Linked DNA regions of Sus scrofa: region 1 is linked to region 2. The links are chromatin contacts, called in public HiChIP or PLAC-seq maps. All regions are on one chromosome and are shown on one strand. Each heading gives the region's core, a stretch centred on a gene start, on an enhancer-like site or on the middle of the called end of the contact. The rest is flanking DNA. Distances are from core to core; before and after follow the strand shown.

Evidence for each region. HiChIP or PLAC-seq counts read pairs in DNA pulled down with a chosen protein or histone mark.
Region 1: a contact with region 2 is called in an H3K27ac HiChIP or PLAC-seq map of alveolar macrophages. The contact joins the promoter of LOC100524554 here to the enhancer-like site in region 2. A contact is called at or near these places in 1 of 5 promoter capture datasets (fetal skeletal muscle), 4 of 47 Hi-C or Micro-C datasets (omental adipose tissue, retroperitoneal adipose tissue, subcutaneous adipose tissue and 1 more) and 2 of 2 datasets of contacts at active chromatin or transcription factors (alveolar macrophages and skeletal muscle).

What each region holds. Positions count from the first base shown.
Region 1 is chr3:55,675,769-55,678,468 of Sscrofa11.1, forward strand. LOC100524554 (cytochrome c oxidase assembly factor 5) reads left to right here and starts at 1,274. Exons shown (of 3, transcript XM_005655200.3): 1 at 1,274-1,492. The coding sequence starts at 1,394. UNC50 (protein unc-50 homolog) reads right to left here and starts at 1,227. Exons shown (of 7, transcript XM_013987864.2): 1 at 1,079-1,227; 2 at 1-46. The coding sequence starts at 42.
Region 2 is chr3:55,582,994-55,585,693 of Sscrofa11.1, forward strand. The region is part of intron 1 of MGAT4A (mannosyl (alpha-1,3-)-glycoprotein beta-1,4-N-acetylglucosaminyltransferase, isozyme A); the gene reads left to right. Among named protein-coding and RNA genes, the nearest start is that of MGAT4A, 19 kb to the left of the region's middle. Within about 2 kb of position 1,443, at least 13 of the 83 cell types and tissues checked have an H3K27ac peak or open chromatin away from gene starts, as enhancers often do. A contact at or near this core is called in alveolar macrophages and retroperitoneal adipose tissue, where this site is marked.

The DNA of each region.
Region 1 (2,700 bases), core at 24-2,523, 93 kb after region 2:
ATTCCCCTGGGATAGGGAATTCACTGAAGTACTTGGTAACATCTTCCTAGATGGAAGAGAAAAAACTCTTTTACAAGTTATCCGAAGGAATGGCTGGCTAGCACCCCTCTTCTGAATTATTTAGGTGGGAGATCACTTTACATTTGGGCTCGGATCCTTAAGAAGAGGGCTTAAAAGGGGATGCAGGTGGTTTTGAGGCCGGTTTGGGGGCTGGAGAACTGATTACACTTCAGGCAAGGGCTGCCCCACGCCCTTCTGAACTGTTACACGGTCCATCCATTCCCCACACTTCGCTTCCCTAGATCCTCAACCACGGTCCCAGCGAGCTACTGCTGAGAGCGACAACGGAGGCGCTGGAGGATGAAGTGACCCTCTTAAGAGCAGAGCTAGTGTTGGAAACAAACTTCCAACTCACGTACTCTGGCTCAAAATTCCACCCTTCAATTTTTGCTCTTAACCAACTAAGGCTTTTAGGGGAAAGCCTTTGCTTAAGCCAAACAGAAACCATGTTATGGACGAGGTAAAATAAATGCCCTATCAGACAGGTCCATCAGTGTATAACCAGCACGTAATTCATTCCCTAGAATGTGATGTCAAAACAAACCAAAACTCCAAAGTAAGTGGTTTAGGTGGGGAATGACAGCGTGGGAGTCCAGCCCCCACGCTCCGTGCCAGCAGCTCAGTGCCCAGTTTCACGCCCCAGGCCACCGGGACGCCAGCAGCGCCTTCCAGGCCCAGCTGCTTCCCGCTGACCCGGGCCGCGGATAGAACGGCCAGATTAAGCATAAAAACACTGGGCGCCCAGTTACATCTGGATTTCAAATACAGGAGTAATTTTTAGTATAAGCAGGTCCCAAACACTACGTGGCACATACGCATAGCAAAACATTACTGAATTATCTGAAATTCAACTGTAACTGGCCTCCTTGATTTTGCCTGGCAGTCCTACCACAGGCCGAGCAGCCGGACCTGGGCGCGGTCACTCTAGGGCCAGGTGACCCAGGGCAGTGAGACGGCAGAGGAAAAGGCCCGGGGCGAGCCCAAGACGTGCGCGGAACCGACGATCGGCAGGTCTCACCTAGAGCCCCGCGGCGACCTCCACCCGCTCCAAACTGACCCAGCACATCCGCGCAGCAGCCGAGCTCAGCAGCCGCTGGACCAACTTCCCTTTCAGCAACGTCGGCGACGCTGGAGGCGCACCACGTCACGTGACCCAGTTTCGCCGCGCGTGCGCAAGCGCGGCCTCTGGGTCTCGCCCTCCAAAGCGCGCTCGCCGGAAGTGGTTGCTGCCGGCTTCCGGTTCCGCCCTGTGCGGGGTCGCTGGCGTCTTACCGTGTCGGGCTCGGTTGCAGACTCGTGTGTGTCCCGGCCGCGGCGGGCGGGAGGCGCGGTCATGCCTCGGTATTACGAGGACAAGCCGGAGGGCGGCGCGTGCGCGGGCGTGAAGGAGGACCTGGGCGCGTGTCTGTTGCAGTCGGACTGCGTGCTCCAGGTAGCGCGGCCGGGGGCTCGGGGTGACCGAAGCCCGAAGCGGGAGGCGGGGCCGGCGAAGGGCCCCGCTCAGGCCGCTGGCGGTTAAAAGACGTGCCTCTGAGTTCTCCGACCTGGGTATTGAGCGCCGCAACAACTTAATGAATTTGGGCAAATCCGCTGTCTAAGCCTCACTTTCCAACGGTGTGAAATTGGAGATAAAGATACCTCCCTATTGGTTTTTGTAAAAGGGAAACCGTTTCAGTTGCGAAAATAGGCATTGAATGCTGCCACTCTGCTAGGTTTTGGAGGCATGAAGGAGAATAGACAGGTTTCCTATTCAACTGATAAGAATCAGTAAGTTAGAGCTTGGCACACTGTGTTGGCTAGTAGCTTCGTTTTTCTCTGTTCAGTTGTGGCTGAAAAGATACTATGTTTTGCCTTGTGTTGGTTAGAATTTGTTGTTGAGCTGGAGTTCCGTGCACTCCTGGGTAAGTTGTAAGCGCCTTTTCTCCACTTTGTATCTTAGAGCTCCCCCTACTGCTGGTTTTGTGCGGTAATGGAAGGTTATTCTCAGGTTTTTCCGTCACTACAGCCACAGCTCTTCTCAGGAGCCAATTTGAATGCAGTGGGTTTCAGAGCTGACGGGGGAGCTGGGTTCTGGCCTGAAAACCAATTAAAGCACAAAAACATTTTCCAATTAAAACAGCCTGGTGAGAGGGTAGTCAGTAATTATTTTTGCATTTGGAGATATGATTTCAGAAAGTTGCCCTCGGAGTTCCCATTGTGGCTCAGCGGGTAACAAACCCGACAAGTATCCTTGAGGCTCGGGTTCCATCCCTGGCCTTGCTCATTGGGTTAGGTATCCGGCGTTGCTCTGAGCTGTGGTGTTGGTCCCGGACTCGCCTCGGATCCTGTGTGGCTCTTGATTCGACTCCTACCCTGGGAACTTAAGTGTGCCACTCGTGGGGCCCTTAAAAAAAAAAAGAAGAAGAAAAAGGTTGCCCTTATTTCAAAGAAAAAAATAACTACCCCCAGAGGTTATATCAGGTGTTTCTACTGATTTCTGCTTTACGTTTGGTTCCCTGATTGGGGCGGTTGGCCAGACTGGCCTCCCGGTGTCTGGTAAAACTTCAGAGCAGATATGAATGTAAGAGATTATCTGTACAACTTGGTCATTCAGCTGAGGAGACTGAGGTGCCCTGTCCCCGGCTGTTTCCTTCCTGCTGC
Region 2 (2,700 bases), core at 193-2,692:
GAGTGCGTGATGCAGGGCACTAAGGCAATACCTGCAACTGGCCCAGGGTTGCAGTTAATTCCTTAAGAAGGAAATAGAAGCAGCAAAGCGGAGGAGGAGGAGGAGAAAATCATTCCCTGGGTGGTAGCAAGCTTCTGATGAAGCAGTAATGAAAGACAGTTACCTTTTAGTGTGATTAAGATCTAGAAGGTTAATAAACCCTCTTCTCGAGGGAAATAAGCTTTGCCCTTTCTGACCTGATTAGACGAGAGAGGAACGATAACTTGGGTTTCCTTATCAGAAGACTAAGGTTAAAGATAAGGCAGAAATAGGACCCTGAAGGTGTCCCCTGTCACCTTCCTTAAGGAAAGTTTCTTCCTGCATGTGAACTGTGTGTACCTTCTGTGTTCTTCTGACACACTAACCAGAAATTAATACGCAAGTGATAGCAAGGAAATTGAACAATGCCTCCATCAGTCTTACTGCCTCAGCTGCTCAGTGATGAATTCCATCTTGAAGGAAATGTACTAACCCCAGGTATAGGAATTGGTGCTATGATTTGATTTGTAAGTAGCTTTCTTCATGTTGCTCCTTATTTCTCTTTTTGGATCAGTTAATTTATTCAACCTTCTAGTGGTTTTTGAGCATGTTCCAGGCTATGTTCCACTAGGCATCGGCAATAGAGTAGTCACTGAGGCAGGTGACATCCTTGCTGCCATGGAGCCTATTTCTAGAGATGCTAAGTGGTGGTGGTGGGAGGGGTTACACAAGAATAGCTGAGCAAGTGAACAGACGAGACGATTCAGATAGCAGTGCATACTGAGAGTAAAACATGCTGACCTGACAGTGACAGAGGTGTAAATGAAAGCTGTTGAGATACTGGGAGTCAGAGAAGCCTTCTCTGAGGACGTGACAGTTGAATGGAGGCTTCAATGATAAAGCCAGAGAAGCAGGGCAAAGAGGAGCCCCAGCAGTAGAAATAGTAAGTAAGTCAAGAATGAGCTTGGTGTGTTGAAAGAACACCAAGAGAAACATAGTGGGAGAGGGGGGTGTTGGGAACATGGTGGAGGGAGGGCATTGTGAGTTCTGCAGTGAGTGTGGGATGCTTAGACTGGAGAGAGAAGTGTCGGTGTTATTGGCATGTAGACAAAATTGGAAATCATGGGAATGGATGAGAACACTTAGAGGGTTGAACTGCCACACTCCATCACTGAGGTCAAGTAGAGGAAGAGAAACATTAGTGAAGCAGGAAGAGTCTGAGGGCAGTAGGATGCCCGGGAAATCCCTGGAGGAAAGTGTTCCCAGAAGGAGAACTGTGGGTCATGTGGAAGGTTGCATAAGATGAGGACAGACTGGTTTATGGATAGTTCTGAGTTCCTCTTCCTGACATCTCAGTGGTTTCCCGAACCCAGCTCTCTTCATTGTCTAAGTTATCACCGCCCCGAGTACTTAACATTAACCCAACACTGTCAGCTCTTTTTGCTCTTGCGAAAGTTCTCCCCTGACCCTCTCTTCTCCAGCCTTATCTGTTCCATGGGCTCTGGCTTCAATGACTCAGCCCGTCTCTGATTTCTGGCTGTCCCTTTGACCCTCATGGCACGTCCCTGCCAGTGTGTCAACTCACAACATGGTCTTAGAACTCAGTACTCAAGTAGCCTCAGCTTCCTCTCAGGGTCTCCAGGGATGTGGCATCTTGGTCCTTCTTCACCCCCCTCTTCTCATGCGCTCAGTTCCCCTGAGTTCTGCCATCATGACTTTTTCCTCTTTATTTCTTCTGGTACTCCTGTTAGTCAGAGTGGATCGTCTAGTACTGTTTTCTAGGTCCCTTACTTAAAGCACTCTTATTGTTGTATGTTTATATGTTGTGTGCTTTTATTATAATTTTTTTCTATTTCTGGCCACACCTGTGTGGCATATGGAAGTTTCCAGGCTAGGGGTTGAATCAGAGCTGCAGCTGTAGGCCTGCGCCCCAGCCACAGCAATGCAGGATCTGAGTTGCACCTGTGACCTACGTTGCAGCTCATGGCAACACCAGATCCTTAACTCACTGAGTGAGGCCAGGGATTGAACCCTCACTCTCATGGGCATTATGTCAGGTTCTTAATCCACCGAGCCACAATGGGAACTCCTTGTATGCTTTTAGGATAGGATTGCATGTCTTTTTTTTTTTTTTAATTGGTCTTTAAATACCTAATCTTATTTTTAAAATTTTTATTTATTTATGTATGTATTTTGGGCAGCCCACTGCAAATGGAGTTCCTGGGTTCAGAGCCAAGCCTCATTTGGGGCCTGTGCTGGATCCTTAATCCACTGTGCTGGGCCAAGGATGAATCTGCATCCCAGTGCTCCAGAGACATGGCTGATACTGTGGTGCCACAGAAGGAACTACTGCTTTTAAATTAAGTAAAATATCCTCATAGTTTAAAAAAATTTTCTTTTTTTTTTTTTTTTTTTTTTTTTGGCCATGCCCATGGCAAGTGGAAGTTCCTGGGCCAGTAACCCAACCTCAGTCACAGCAGTGATGATGCTGGATACATGACCTGCTGAGCTGCCAGGAAATTCCCTAAAAATTTTTGAGGACACTGAAAGATTATATTGAAAGAATAGTGTCTCTTTGTACATTCCTAATCTCCTGTCCCAGAAGGAGCTGTGTTCCATTCTTTTGACTTTTTCTCTCTCTTTTTTTTTGTTGGTATTTCCATATTTATAAATTATGTCTAT